Regions from separate parts of the Sus scrofa genome. Here region 1 is linked to region 2. A link is a contact called in public HiChIP or PLAC-seq data. All regions are on one chromosome and are shown on one strand. Each heading gives the region's core, a stretch centred on a gene start, on an enhancer-like site or on the middle of the called end of the contact. The rest is flanking DNA. Distances are from core to core; before and after follow the strand shown.

What was found. HiChIP or PLAC-seq counts read pairs in DNA pulled down with a chosen protein or histone mark.
Region 1: a contact with region 2 is called in an H3K27ac HiChIP or PLAC-seq map of skeletal muscle. The contact joins the promoter of SYNM here to the promoter of FAM169B in region 2. A contact is called at or near these places in 3 of 5 promoter capture datasets (fetal liver, fetal skeletal muscle and liver), 1 of 47 Hi-C or Micro-C datasets (adipocytes) and 1 of 2 datasets of contacts at active chromatin or transcription factors (skeletal muscle).

The regions. Positions count from the first base shown.
Region 1 is chr1:137,851,981-137,858,353 of Sscrofa11.1, reverse strand. It overlaps SYNM (synemin), which reads right to left and starts at 2,710. Exons shown (of 12, transcript XM_021098348.1): 1 at 1,779-2,710. The coding sequence starts at 2,588.
Region 2 is chr1:137,293,568-137,300,464 of Sscrofa11.1, reverse strand. FAM169B (protein FAM169B) reads left to right here and starts at 3,265. Exons shown (of 9, transcript XM_005659772.3): 1 at 3,265-3,318. The coding sequence starts at 3,294.

The DNA of each region.
Region 1 (6,373 bases), core at 1,461-3,960, 560 kb before region 2:
AGAGAGGTATCACTGGACAGGAATCCTAGTTCAGGTCAGGTGGAACCCCAGGGAAGGGCCTGGAATCAGAGGAATTCTACTTTTATGTTTCACATCTGGGGCTACACTTAAGATTTAACTGTGAGGGTGGGGGTGGGGAAGGGTTCTGATGCTAAAAAGAATACTGAAACTTGAGCTTCCAAATGAGCCAAGTGAGCCATGGCTGCAAATGAATGGTGAGGATTTAGCCCACACAGGATGCCTCAAGGAAATCTTTTCCAAACCTGCTTGCACAGTAGGGACTCAAGGTGGGAACAATGGTTCCCTACAAAAGGGTTCAGTGGGCAGTGGGTTTGGCAGGCACTTCTTTCTGGTTAAAAGCTCCATGAAAGCCCACATTAAAGGTGCTTTTAAACACTCGCTCAACACAGAGCATGGGGCCCATGGAGGTGACATTCCACCACTGGAAAAGGAAGCACTCTCCAGTCTAGAGTAAGCCCGGGTGATCAGTGCACACTGTGGCCGGTCCTGGTCCTTGCCCTATTTACAACTCAGACAGAACACTTTTGAAAATTAAGCAGGAAAGGCCAAACAAAACCCATGATCCAAAAGATTAAATTCCAAACAATTCTGTACTGTATTGCTTTATATGATTTCCCATGTACACTCCAGTGCAGCCCTAGAGACCAGGTTAGTCAAAAGATATCTGCTGATTATTTATGGATGCTTGTGATGTCACCAAAATCACCATGTTCCCTTCACTTTTAAATTTTTTAGAAAGGCACAAAATCACTCTAACACAAATCTTTCATTCGAAGCCATAAACCGTTCGGTTTAAAATATTTCTGAATGTGTGTGAATATTGTTCTACACTGTCATCCTGAGAACTACTGAGAGCAGGATTGGGGAATATTTCCATTTCTGGCCAAGACTGGGCATGACCAGGGCAACCCTGTCAGACAATAAATCAGCTACAGGTGTCACCGCCTGTGTCAGAGGTTTGAGCTTTGCTTCCCTGAAATAGGAACTGTTTATATTACCTGCACTTGTAATAACATCCTGCCACAGGGACCTGCATTAACACGACTTTTACACTACCCAGAGATCTGACATCAGCTTGTACTGTGGAAAAAACATCTCTGATTAAATTCTCTGCATTAAGGTTTCTGCCCCTCCCAAGAACAAACAAAGCAGTGGCCCGGGAGCCACGACCAGCTGACTCCAACGGGGAACTGAGAAATCATTTTGGCAAAATAAAAACCGTTTTGGAAAACAAGTTGTTCTCCCCCAAAGAAGCCCTAGTGCCTAGTGTTCAATTTTGAACGGTTTCTGACAAGGACTTGACATTGCCTAGAAACCTTCCCAACACTGGGAAGTGTCTGAGAAAGAAGGAGCTGTCACCTCTGAAGTCACTTCTGGGCCTTCCTGGTTGACTTCTATGTGAACTCGGTCTTCCAAACACAAGAAACTGAAAGAACTGAGAACTGAGGGAGTCATTTGTCAGGATGCACCCAGTCATGTCAAGGTCTAAATTTGACAACCTGACAGGGACAGGGCCATTCACCAGGATCTGCCACTTGGCACTCTTCCACTGAGTAGATGGACCAAAGAACTGCGCACTTTTTCCAGTACTGGCAAGATGCCGGGATCCTGAGGAAGGCGGCCCCTTGGCGCCCGGGTCCCCAGGTGCACCCGCTGCGCTGGCCCCACCCGTCAGCCTTGCCGGGCCCTGGGTGAGCACTCTGTGGTCTGGGAGCCCTACCACTCCCCCACCACCAGCGCTCGCAGGGCGCACAGACCTGCCGCTCCTCGGCTTGAAGCTCGTACTCCTCTTGTACCCGCAGCAGCTCGTTTTCCAGCAGCGCTCGCAGCTGCTCCAACTCGAGCGCCTCGCGCCGCAGCGCCTCCGCCTCCTGCGCGCACAGCCGCGTCTCTTCCTCGGCCTCGCGCCGGCTCTCCTGGCCGCGCCGCAGCGCCTCCTCCAGCTCGCGCACCTCTTCCTCGTACAGCTGCACGGTCTCCCGCCACGACTCGGCCACTAGCAGTGCGTAGCTGTCGTGCACTTCCCTCAGGCGCGGCGGGGGTGCGGCAGGGCCGGTGGCGCGGGCGCGATAGCGCAGAGTCAGGCCAGCGGAGCGCGCGCGCAGCTCCCGCACATCGCGTTCATGGGCCGCGTCAAGGCCGCGGCGCTCGGCCTGCAGCCGGCCCAACAGCGCCTCGAGAGCGGCGCGCGCACCTAGCTCCTCCTGAAGCTCCCGCCGCTGAGCGTCCAGCTCGGCATCCAGACGGCCGCGGGCGGCGCGCGCCTCTTCGCCCAGCAGCTGCAGTTCCCGCAATTCGCGCCGCAGCGCGTCGCGCTCGCCCTCGGCCAGCGCCGTGGCCCAGCTCAGTTCGTCCAGCTGCTGCCGCAAGCTGCACGCCTCCTCCGCGAAGCGGGCCTGCGCCTCGGCCCACAGGCCCTCGTGGCCCCGCCGGCTGCGCAGCTCCTCCTCCAGGAGCAGGTTTTCGCGCTCCAGCTCCCGCACTCGGCACACATAGTCGTAGAGCCGGGCGTTGAGCTCCTGCAGCTCAGCCTTCTCGGAGCCCGTCTGCAGCCGCCAGGATAGCATCTTGATGGTGTGCGGGGCTCTCCTGGCGGGCCGGTTCCCTCCTGCCCTGGTCTTGTCCCCTCCGCCGCGCCGCTCCCGCCCCGCCGCTGCTCCCGAGGCCCGCAGACTGGGGCGGGAGTTGGCGAGCGAGCGGCACTTACCAGGGTGGGCGGGAGGGAGTGGCCGCGGGCCACGTCCTCTAGCCAATCAGAGTGCGGCCCGGCGCGGCCAGTGTGGCCGGACAGCGCCTCCTGGCGGAATGACCGTGAGGCCGCGCGGCTGCCCAACCCAGGGCCAGGCTGTCCGGAGCCCTCTAAGCTGGCTCTCGCATATCGGCAGGCAGGGTTCTCAGAAGGGGTACTGAGGGTTCCTCGTTATTCTCCTCCTCCCATTCACCCAGATGCACATCGTCACCTGGCCCTTGTTCGTCAGGCCACACAGCTGCTGTAATGTCAGCATCCAGACCTCTCTGGAAATCCCATCAGTACGAGCGTCTCTCATAGGCCACACTGGGGCACCAGGGCACTGTGGGGCGGCCAACAGTAGCCTGGACTCAACCTGTAGCCATTGTTCTCAATTCTTCAGTTCTCCACGTTAGGGAGGTAGGAGAGCCTTCTCAGGGACCAGTGGCTCTCCCAAGAGGATGCTTTGCTCAGACTCATTAGGTTTTCTTTCATGCCCTTCAAGGTCTTGCATTTTGAAACTCAAAACTTTCCCCATACTTATGCTTTATGTTTCTGAGAAACATCTTCTATAGACTATTGCTGCTCAGTTTGGGAAAGAGTTATAGAGCACCAGGAAATAGCAGGAGGATAACATAAAGTCCCACCACGGTTAATCTTTCAAAATCATACCCTGATGCATCATAGTTAATCCTCACAAAACTGTAGCTCAGAGAAGTTGAGCAACTTGATTAAGGACACATAGTTCCTAAATATGGGAATAGAAGTATTAGACGTTGTGACTGCAGAAGCAGACTTGAGCAGGCAGTGTCCAACCAGGAAAGAGAAAAACACTCAAAGGGAAGGGAATGATTTAACGGGGTGAAATGAGACTACTTACAAAGGGGTGGATGTGATGGGGAAGCCGCGGGAATCAGAAAGACCCAGAAGCCACTAGCCCCCTAGAGGCAGAAGGAGGGAACAGTGTTGAGGAGCAGGAGCTGTAGCATGCATCCTAGGAGGAAGAGAAGGAAAAATCCAACCCTTCTCTCTTCTTGCTCTCCCGCTCCTGCCAGTGCCTATTGCTGCAGAACCCAGAAGTCACCGGGACTGGCAGTGGCGTGCTGGCTTGTGAAAGCTACCTGTTAAATTATCAGGAATTTTGTGAGCTAGTTGTTAAAAGCTATTATTAAAAATAACACTAGCCAGATATTATTAAAAAATAAATTATAGAGGATTACCATTAATTATTCAAAAAGGAAATAAAACTTAAAATATATCACTTCCTAATTATTTTACTGCTCTTTACTATTATCTGTTCTTGAAGTTATGGATGTCTAATATCCTTGTAAGATGGAATGCTATATAACCCATGCTCCTGGAGTTCCCGTCGTGGCGCAGTGGTTAACGAATCCAACTAGGAACCATGAGGTTGCAGGTTCGATCCCTGCCCTTGCTCAGTGGGTTAACGATCCGGCGTTGCCGTGAGCTGTGGTGTAGGTCGCAGACACGGCTCGGATCCTGCGTTGCCGTGGCTCTGGCGTAGGCTGGCAGCTACAGCTCCGATTCGACCCCTAGCCTGGGAACCTCCATATGCCGCAGGAGCGGCCCAAGAAATGGCAAAAAGACCAAAAATAAAATAAAAAAATAAAAAAATAAATAACCCATGCTCCTGAGTGGCTACCCACCTCTGTGCTTGCTGACATTGTATTGGTAGCATGAGTATTTACACTGCAGAAATCAGTAGATTTTTTGTTAATTGTCAACTTGATTCATTATTCTACCGACAGCCAAGACTTACTTAAAGAATTGATGGAGAACATGTTAGTAATGAAGATGAAACTCAGTGTGTTATGTCTGTAGCTACTGAATTTTGAATATTACAAAAATTTGAGGAAATATAGTTCAGTGTTTCAAAGCTATTATTCGAGTTAGCAAAGAAGTCACTTCTTGCTGAGAACAAAATTTCTTAGTTATTTCACCTTTATCTTTCTTGTCGAGGTAAATACAAATACCAACCAACATTCATGTCATGCTACACTCATTTGTCAATTACAACTACAGATTGTCTAGGGACACCAGAGTTCTGCAAAAATCAATGAAAGCATTCTGCAGGAATCAATTTGCTGTATGGAATTTATGATAAGAAGTATTGTGCTTCTATTATCATTTGTCATAAAAATGTAAAAGTGCTCTGACATTGCTCCCATATTAACAAATACACTTTTCTATTAGTAGCTTAAAGCAAAAAAGCCCTGCAGTCTTCATTTTAATTTAGTCATTTTACTTTGAATTTTTAAAATTGTCTGTAAATATTGTTTCCTAGAATTGGCCCAATATAGAAGAAAGTGCACCCCAGTGCGATAAAACTATGGTGTAGATTTTTCTTGTAATCACAGCCCCCTTTGGCAGGCTAAACACCTCCAGGATTATCTACCTCACCTGTTACCATTTCCAATGAAAACGGAACTCGGAGATATCAGAGAACTGGAGAGAAAATTACATTTCAACCTCACTTACTGATTTCAGTAGACTAATAGATGCTTGTTGTCAGGAGTATCAAGGAAGGGCCATGGCTCTAAGTGCCCTGAAGGAGAGCGAGAATTTCCTCAACCTCCCAGCAGGGGGCGCTGCTGAGGATGGCGCGCACAGAAAGAGCTCCAGGGCCACTTCAGTCTAGGGTCCCCTCCTCCACCTTGCGCAGAAGGTGGGAGGATGGGGAGCAGTGCCCGCCCCCAGGCCTAGTCTCACTGGACGCCCCTGAAGCGGGAGGGCTGCCCTGAAGCAAGAGGGTGCAAGAGGACCACCCTCTTTCGTCAGTCCTTGCACTAGGCTGGGGAAGTGGAAATAGTTGGTCTTTTCTCTACTTGGAGAGCTTGGAGCTCCAAGTGTGGTGGAACAATTGGGGGCAGGGAGGTAAGAATTAATGGATTTCCCCCAAATAATTCATCAACCCCCCCCCCACTTCACATCCGTTGCATAAGGGGAGGCAGGCAAAAAAAAAAGGTATTCCTGACTATGATCTTAAAAATGCACGTTGTAAAGGCTTGGAGACCACTTCTAGCTAGACTAGATGTTGGGGAGTAAATCCTGAGGGATGGCAGAGCAGGAGGCTGAGGAGAGTTGGGGTTCCCAGCAGATAAGAAAGGATCCACTTAGATCAGGGATTGTGGGAAGTGATGAAAGCACAAAAGTTCCTCGAGAGGCTCCCCAGAGGGGACCATTGTGCCCCTTTCTGAGCAGAGCCCCAAGGAGATCAAAACACCAGCTCTTTTCATTCTTTCTTTTCTTCTTTCTTTCTTTCTGTTATAGTTGATTAACAATGTTCTATCAATTTTTGCTGTACAGCAACGTGACCCAGTTACACAAATATATACATTCTTTTTCTTACATTATTCTCCATCATGTTCTATCACAAGTGATTAGATATAGTTCCCTGTGCTATACAGCAGGATCTCATTGCTTATCAGCAAATCACCAGCTCAATTGCAGGTCCAGGAGCAGAGGTCCTGTGCAGGCTTCCTCAGTGCATTCTTGGGGAGATAGCAGGCCTGATGTGAAGGGCTGCATCCTAGGCCAGGAGAGCCTTTCTGAAGTGCCTGCATCCCCCATGAGTGAAGCCAGGAGCCTGAGCACATGCTCAGA
Region 2 (6,897 bases), core at 2,016-4,515:
TCCGGTTTACTTATATAAACCATATTTTTCTTTTTTTTCTTGTTAGAGTCAAGGGCAATTTTGGTGTCAAAAGTGAACGCCATGTGGCTGAGAAGGTTTGAGGAAAGTTTAGGAATCCAACAACTTATGCAAGGACAATCTGATTGTCTACCTAGAAATTCTGTGATAATTGACTTAGAAACTACTGGACTTCATATAAGTGGTTGGATGTGAGAGTGGCATTTACCCTAGCTAATAGTTTTCTTATATACCAGCAATAACTGATTAGAAAATGTAATTGGAGAAAACAAAGAGCCATTCAAAATAGCCAGCAAACATCAGATATATGTAGGAATAAGCCTAGCAAGAAATATATGAAATCTATTTGTAAGAACTATAGAAACTAGGCAAAAAAAAAAAAAAAAAAAAAAAGTCCTGACTAAACCAAGGTATGCTGTGTTCTTTGATGGGAGGACTCAAAACTTTAAAGATATTAATGTCATGCGAATTAATATTCAAAACAAGATGCAATCTTAGACTCCAATCTCCTTAATTAGCTGGTTCCAATATTTCATGAGGGAGGGTTTGTCCTCCTAGATATCAAAATATATGATAAAATTGGCAATTCAAATAATGCAGTATTGTAGAAATAGTGAAAATCAATAAAACAAGAGCCATAATGTATAAAGGGATTTCATATATGATTAAGGAAGGAATGCAAATTAGGAGAGGAAAGAGTGGATCATTTGATGGTGTGAGAACAATTATAGTTAGATCTATTCCTTATGCCATATACATAAACAAATTCTAGTTAGATTTAAAATTCAAATCTGAAGACCAAAACAATGCAAATATTTAAAGAAAATGTAGAAGAGTTTATTTCTAATTTGGAGGTAGTTTCAGCCTACTCAAGCAAGACAGAAAATCCAGAAACTCTAAAGGAAAAGAGGAAGTATTTGACTAAGTTCTTTTTTTTCACTTTTATTTTTTTATTACTCAATGACTCTTATTACATTTATAGTTGTACAACAATCAGCACAACCAAATTTTATAGTATTTCTATTCCAAATCTTCAGTGCCCTCCCCCACCCCCCAACCTGTCTCATTTGGAAACCATAAGTTTTTCAAAGTCTGTGAGTCAGTATCTATTCTGCAAAGAAGTTCATCATGTCCTTTTTTTAGCTTCCACATGTCAGTGATAGCATTTGATGTTGGTGTCTCACCATATGACTGACTTCACTTAGCATGATAATTTTTAGGTCCATCCATGTTGCTGCAAATGCTGTTATTTCTTTCCTTTTAATGGCTGAGTAATATTCCATTGTGTATATGTACCATATCTTCTGGATCCACTCCTCTGTTGATGGAATTTAGGTTGTTTCCATGACTGAATTCTGATTTTGGGCAGGAGTTGAATGAGAAAGAGGGGAATTTTCAGTCCATAAAAATTCTTTCTAGTTTTTTGTTTTGTTTTGTTTTGTTTTTTTAAAGAATATGTAGGAGTTCCCATTGTGGTTAGTGGGTTAAGAATCAACATAGTGTCCCTAAGGATGTGGGTTCGTCCCCTGGCCTCGCTCAGTGGGTTAAGGATCTAGCATTGCCACAAACTACTGGGTAGGTCCCAGATGAAGCTCTGATCTGGTATTGCTGGCTGTGGCATAGGCTGTCATCTGCAGGTCTGATTTGATCCCTAGCCTGGGAACTTCCATATATCGAGGGTGTGGCAGTAAAAAGGGGGGGGGGGAAGCATGTAATCAGGTACTGTGTCAGTATGTAGAAAAACACAAAAGCTTAAAAAGTGTAACAAGGCCTTTGAAGAAGTACATTTTACAGCAGAAATTAATGAACCTTCAGCCCTATGTGCCAACAGCTTAAGTAACATTCACCATTTTCAGGGGCTCAACAAAGGCACAGAGATTTGTTCCCACCTCAGGGCCTTTGCACTTGCTATAGCCCTTGCCATTTTCCCTTCCTACATGTTTACTGCCCTGACTTTCTTCATATTTTTGCTTGAAAGTCATCCTTTCAACAAGGCTTACAATTAACTATTTTAAATTGTAAAACTCCCTTCCCATTCCCTCTCTCTATTTTTTTCCTTAGCTCTTTTTAAAAATATACGTTAAATCTAGAACAGTAAAAGGCATATAGTAGGAATTTAATAAATATGTACTGAATGAAAACAAGGTATTTGGAGGAGTTAAGTGCCCAGAATGCTATCATCCAAGGATCTCTGAGTTTTCATCATTGTAGAAAATGAAATCTCACACTTCCAAGAGGTGACTCTGGGCTCTAAGACACAGTCAATACATCCTGCATAATGTGCAATGGAAGTAGAGCTGGGACCATTTTCATCCTCTAAATGGGGGTGCCCTGGTCTTCCCTAGGGTGTGTTGCTCCGAAGCTGGGGTCACATGGCAGGGAGTAGATAAGAGGTTCCTCTGAGCCACTGTTTGCTGGGGTGCAGGCAGAAGTTAAATGAATTCCAGACTCATCCTGGGAGGTAGAGGATCATAACGGCTGAGAATGTAGCTTAAGGGAGCCAGTCCAGAAGGGCAAACCTCAGAGCTGACAACCAAACAGGGGAGGTGCCAGCTCACTGACCACAGGCCTTTGGGTTCCAAGGCCATTGGCATTTTGACACCACCCCTGCTCCCCACCTCTCCCGTTAAAAAACACCTTGAAACAAGTCAAGAAGAAATACTAGAGAAACAGGTGCTTCTCATTGACTTTTGCTATTTCAAGTGAGCACAAGCTTAAACATTTAATACATAAAAGCATCAGTTATCAGAAAAAGCACTTTATAGTCAGGGGAAAAAAAACCTGAAAAGACTGAAAAAATGGTGGAAAAGATTACTGGATGTCCTGCATTATGGGTGCATATTGTCTTCTAGCTAGTTTTCGACTGTGTAAATTTTCAAAAAGGGATACTACAAGGGATGCTAGCCCATAGAAACAGAAATACTAGAAGGAAGTGGAAAGGGGCGCAGACATCGGGGTATCGCGTCCAAGCTGAGGGGTACTGGCAAGCGCTTGGGGATGAGAACAACTTCTCCAACATTTGTAAGAGGAATACCAGCTGCTCCTCAGAGGTGGTGAGTTCGCTTTGCAAAGTGTGTAGGGAGCCGGGGGGTCGCTCGCGAGGCACGCAAGACTGTGGCCCCAGGGCAGAGGGCGAGGGAGGGGAACAGGGACACCAGGGACAGTCCCCAGGGCTGGTACGGGGAAGCCCCAGGAGAGGAGGCGGGGACGGGGGCGGCCTGGGGGAGGGGGCGGGACGGGGCGGGGCGCTGCGCCCGGGGAGCAGGAGCTTGGAGATGGAGGCTGGCGGCCGAGCTGCAGGTAAGGGGAGCCCCGACCAGCCGGCCCGGAGCCCGCCCGCCTCCCTGGCCGTCGGCCACGCGGGCCCCACCCCGAGTGTCGGGTTTCAATGGCTGGGCTGGGCAAAAAGCTACTGGCCTCTGCGCTGCAAAACGAGACCGTAAACAGCGCGCCGGGGCCAGGGGAACTTTCCCCGGAGTCTGCGCCAGGGCGCCGCGAGCTGCGCACCTGTCGCCGCCGGGGAACGTAATGGCTAGCGTCCCGGGATGTCGGGGGACGGGACCCGCGGGGCTCCGGCGCTCATCCTGAAGGGCAACCCCTGTAGCGAGGGGTTGCGACCTGTAGCGACCGCTGACCTGGCCTGGCGAACTCCTTGCTTTCCCATAGCCTTGGTGGCTTTGTCTGTGAAATGGGAAGAGCCCGGTAGGGAAGGTAGCGACCGCTGACCTGGCCTGGCGAACTCCTTGCTTTCCCATAGCCTTGGTGGCTTTGTCTGTGAAATGGGAAGAGCCGGGTAGGGAAGGTGCAGGAAAGCACCTCAGGTGATGGCGGGCGCCCCTGTCGCCCCCGCCCTCCGCCGTCCCAGGTCTGCAGCTTCCCGCCCCGCGTCCGGTGCGCAGCTGGCATGCTGACCCGGGTTAGCCGGCAGGCGAGTCTGGATTTGGGAGCGCCGCCCCTACCCCAGAGCCTGCCACCTCCCACGCGTCCCTTGCCGGCCCCCTCTCTGGAGAACTGAGCGGAGCCATGCGACATCTGAGTCTGAAAGCACGTGGAACAGCCACTCTCAGGGGTTTCTACCGGTCCTGCAAAGGAAAGAGTGTTTAGAAGGGAGCAAGCATAAGGTCATTGGATGCCCAGAAAGTGCCTCTTTCCCTGTTGCACCCTTATCTTGTTTCCGCGGGGACCAGCGGCAGGAACGGGCTCCTTGGCCAGGTCCTTATGTCCCCTGCACATCTAGTTTGGCCCTGGAGCCTTGCACCCACATGCAGTCAGACAAAGATTTTCTCCCACCGCACATCCCTGTGAGGGAAAACCCAATCTTATGGAAGCTCATCTGCCTTTTATTAGGTGCCAACGTGGGCAAATTGCTTGTTTTTATGACCCATATTCAAAAGCTGTGATTTTGACTTATTTCCCCCGTTTTGAAGAAAGTGAGTTAAGGAGAAAAGATGGTCATTAACCATTTGTATGAATTATTTACATCTTCCCTGAAAGTTTCCATTAGTCTAGAGATTGAAAAAAGGGTTTTGTCTCCAGTTTTAGAGGGAGAAGTACTATTTCGTTTTTGATTTTTCTGTGGTCATTTGTGGAAAGTTGGTCGTCAGGACTGTGGATAGTGAGTGCTTGTTTATTGCCAGTTTATTGTTTGAGAACTGAGGCAAGAAGAAAAATCAACTTGCCTCTTTTCTTTTTCTTTTCTTTTCTTTTCTTTTCTTTTCTTTTCTTTTCTTTTCTCTTCTTTTCTTTTCTTTCCGTGGCTGCAGCTGTAGGCTCTGGAAGTTCCCAGGCCAGGAGTCAAATTGGAGCCTCATCCTAGAGCTTTACCATAGCCATGGCAACGCCAAATCCTTAACCCTTGGATGGAAGCCAGGGATCAAACCCTCATCCTCACAGAGACAATGTCAGGTCCTTAGCCACAACTCACACTTTTGATATCACCTTTCTCACCTGCAAAATGGAGAATTTGCCCACTTGGGGACTTACTGTACAGAAATAGCTCATGTATTTTGAACACTTAGCAGGTCTGCACACAAAATTGCTCAGTTTAGCGTTCTCCTTTCCCTTCCCCCTCAGAGTGGTGCCGTGAGTCAGAGAGTTCCTCCCAACTCTTTTTTTTTTTTTTTTTTTTCCGTAGGGCCACACCCAGGACATATGGAGGTTCCCAGGCTAGGGGTCTGATCTAATCAGAGCTATAGCTGCCAGCCTATGCCATAGCCACAGCAATGCCAGATCCAAGCACGTCTGCAACCTACTCGACAGCTGATGACAATGCCAGATCCTTAATTCATTGAGTGAGGCCAGGGATCGAACCCGCAACCTCATGGTTCCTAGTTGGATTCATTAACTGCTGCACCACGACGGGAGCTCCTCCTGTAACTTTTAGAGCTGCTCTTATTCTACCTAATCTTACTCTGCTTAAATGGGACAAGTAATGGTAATTTCATCTTCTGGAAAAGTGTAGTTGGCCTAAATGGTTTAAGGATTTTCCTGTATTTATTTCAGCGTTTGCTGTGGCTTTCCTCGTTGCTGATGGCCCAGATGACACACAGCAGTTGCACATTAATCATTTCCACATGTGCTAGATCCTAACGGATTGGAGTTTTACATAGCTGAACTGTTGCCCAAGCTTTGATAGCCCATTTCCATAAAGGGCTTCAGCAAACCATGCCTACATGGGAATCCTTTTTCTTTTTAGCAAAGAAGCATGAAATGGGGAATTGTGCTTTCAGACATGGCTGTATCCAGGTCCCCACTTCACTCTAGCACTGAAATGTAAGGAAAGGGTATGTGACATTCTCCTGGGAGTTGCCTCTGTAGATGGTGTATCAATATTGGTGTGTGTGGATGGGGGGGTATCCTCAATAATTCAAGACATGCCCACCTTCGCGTTCCCGGCCACACACATGTTCTCTTTCTCTCTCTGAGAGTTTGTATGTGTCTAATTTCCCTGATGCTGAAGACCGTCTTGGGTTCCACTAGGCCATCTGTCGCTGTCATTTCAGTTTGGACTATACTAAAAAGGAGTAAGAAAGTCAGGCTCGGCCCAGTCCTGTTATTCCTCTTGTCCTTTACCTTGATCCCCCTTTGTCTATAAAATAGGGACTTGACCTGCCTCATAAGGATTAGATGAAGCTGTGTTCATCAGAGTGGACTGCTGGGCCCCTCGTGAACTTTTGAGTAGACCCAGAGAACGTCCTTTGTTTTGCCCCTCTTCCCTTCTGTTTACACAGAAAGTTGCGACGTTTGTGAGAATGACCTATTTTATGATCTCCATTTCGGAATCTGGTTTAGTGTTCCAATTTAGAAAAGTTAGGTGCTGGACAGTTTGCCCCGGTCATAAAGCAGAGCTTTGGAGACAGGGAAGCTAGCAAGCAAGGAGGAAAATCTGTGATGACTCTGAAGCTTGGTTTGGGGGTATAGGGACAGGGGTAATGCCAATAAAGCAACCTACTCTGGGAAGGAGAAAACCTGATGCAGTCTCAACAGAGTAATTTCAAAATGTTTCAGTATCTTCCCACTGGAGACACCGAAGAGTTAAAGCAACACTGACTCTGGAGCAGAGGGGGAATCTAGAAAGGGCAGTAAGGACTCTGAGCTCTCTTAGGGACCCCTGTCACTGAATGGAGAGAGCAGAGCTAATGGGACCTAGGGAGGGTGTCCCTGGGAGATGGAAGGAGAGGAGCTGAGGGCTCAGCCCAAAGGCTCTGGGAGGGAGAAGCTCTGAGAACTTGTGATGAGATTCCAGTGGAGGAGGGACCGGGGAGTTCCCATTGTGGCTCAGCCTTAATGAACCCAACTAATATCCCTGGCCTTGCTCAGTGGGTTAAGGATCTGGTATTGCCATGAGCTCTGTGTAGGTCATGGATGCAGGCTTGGATC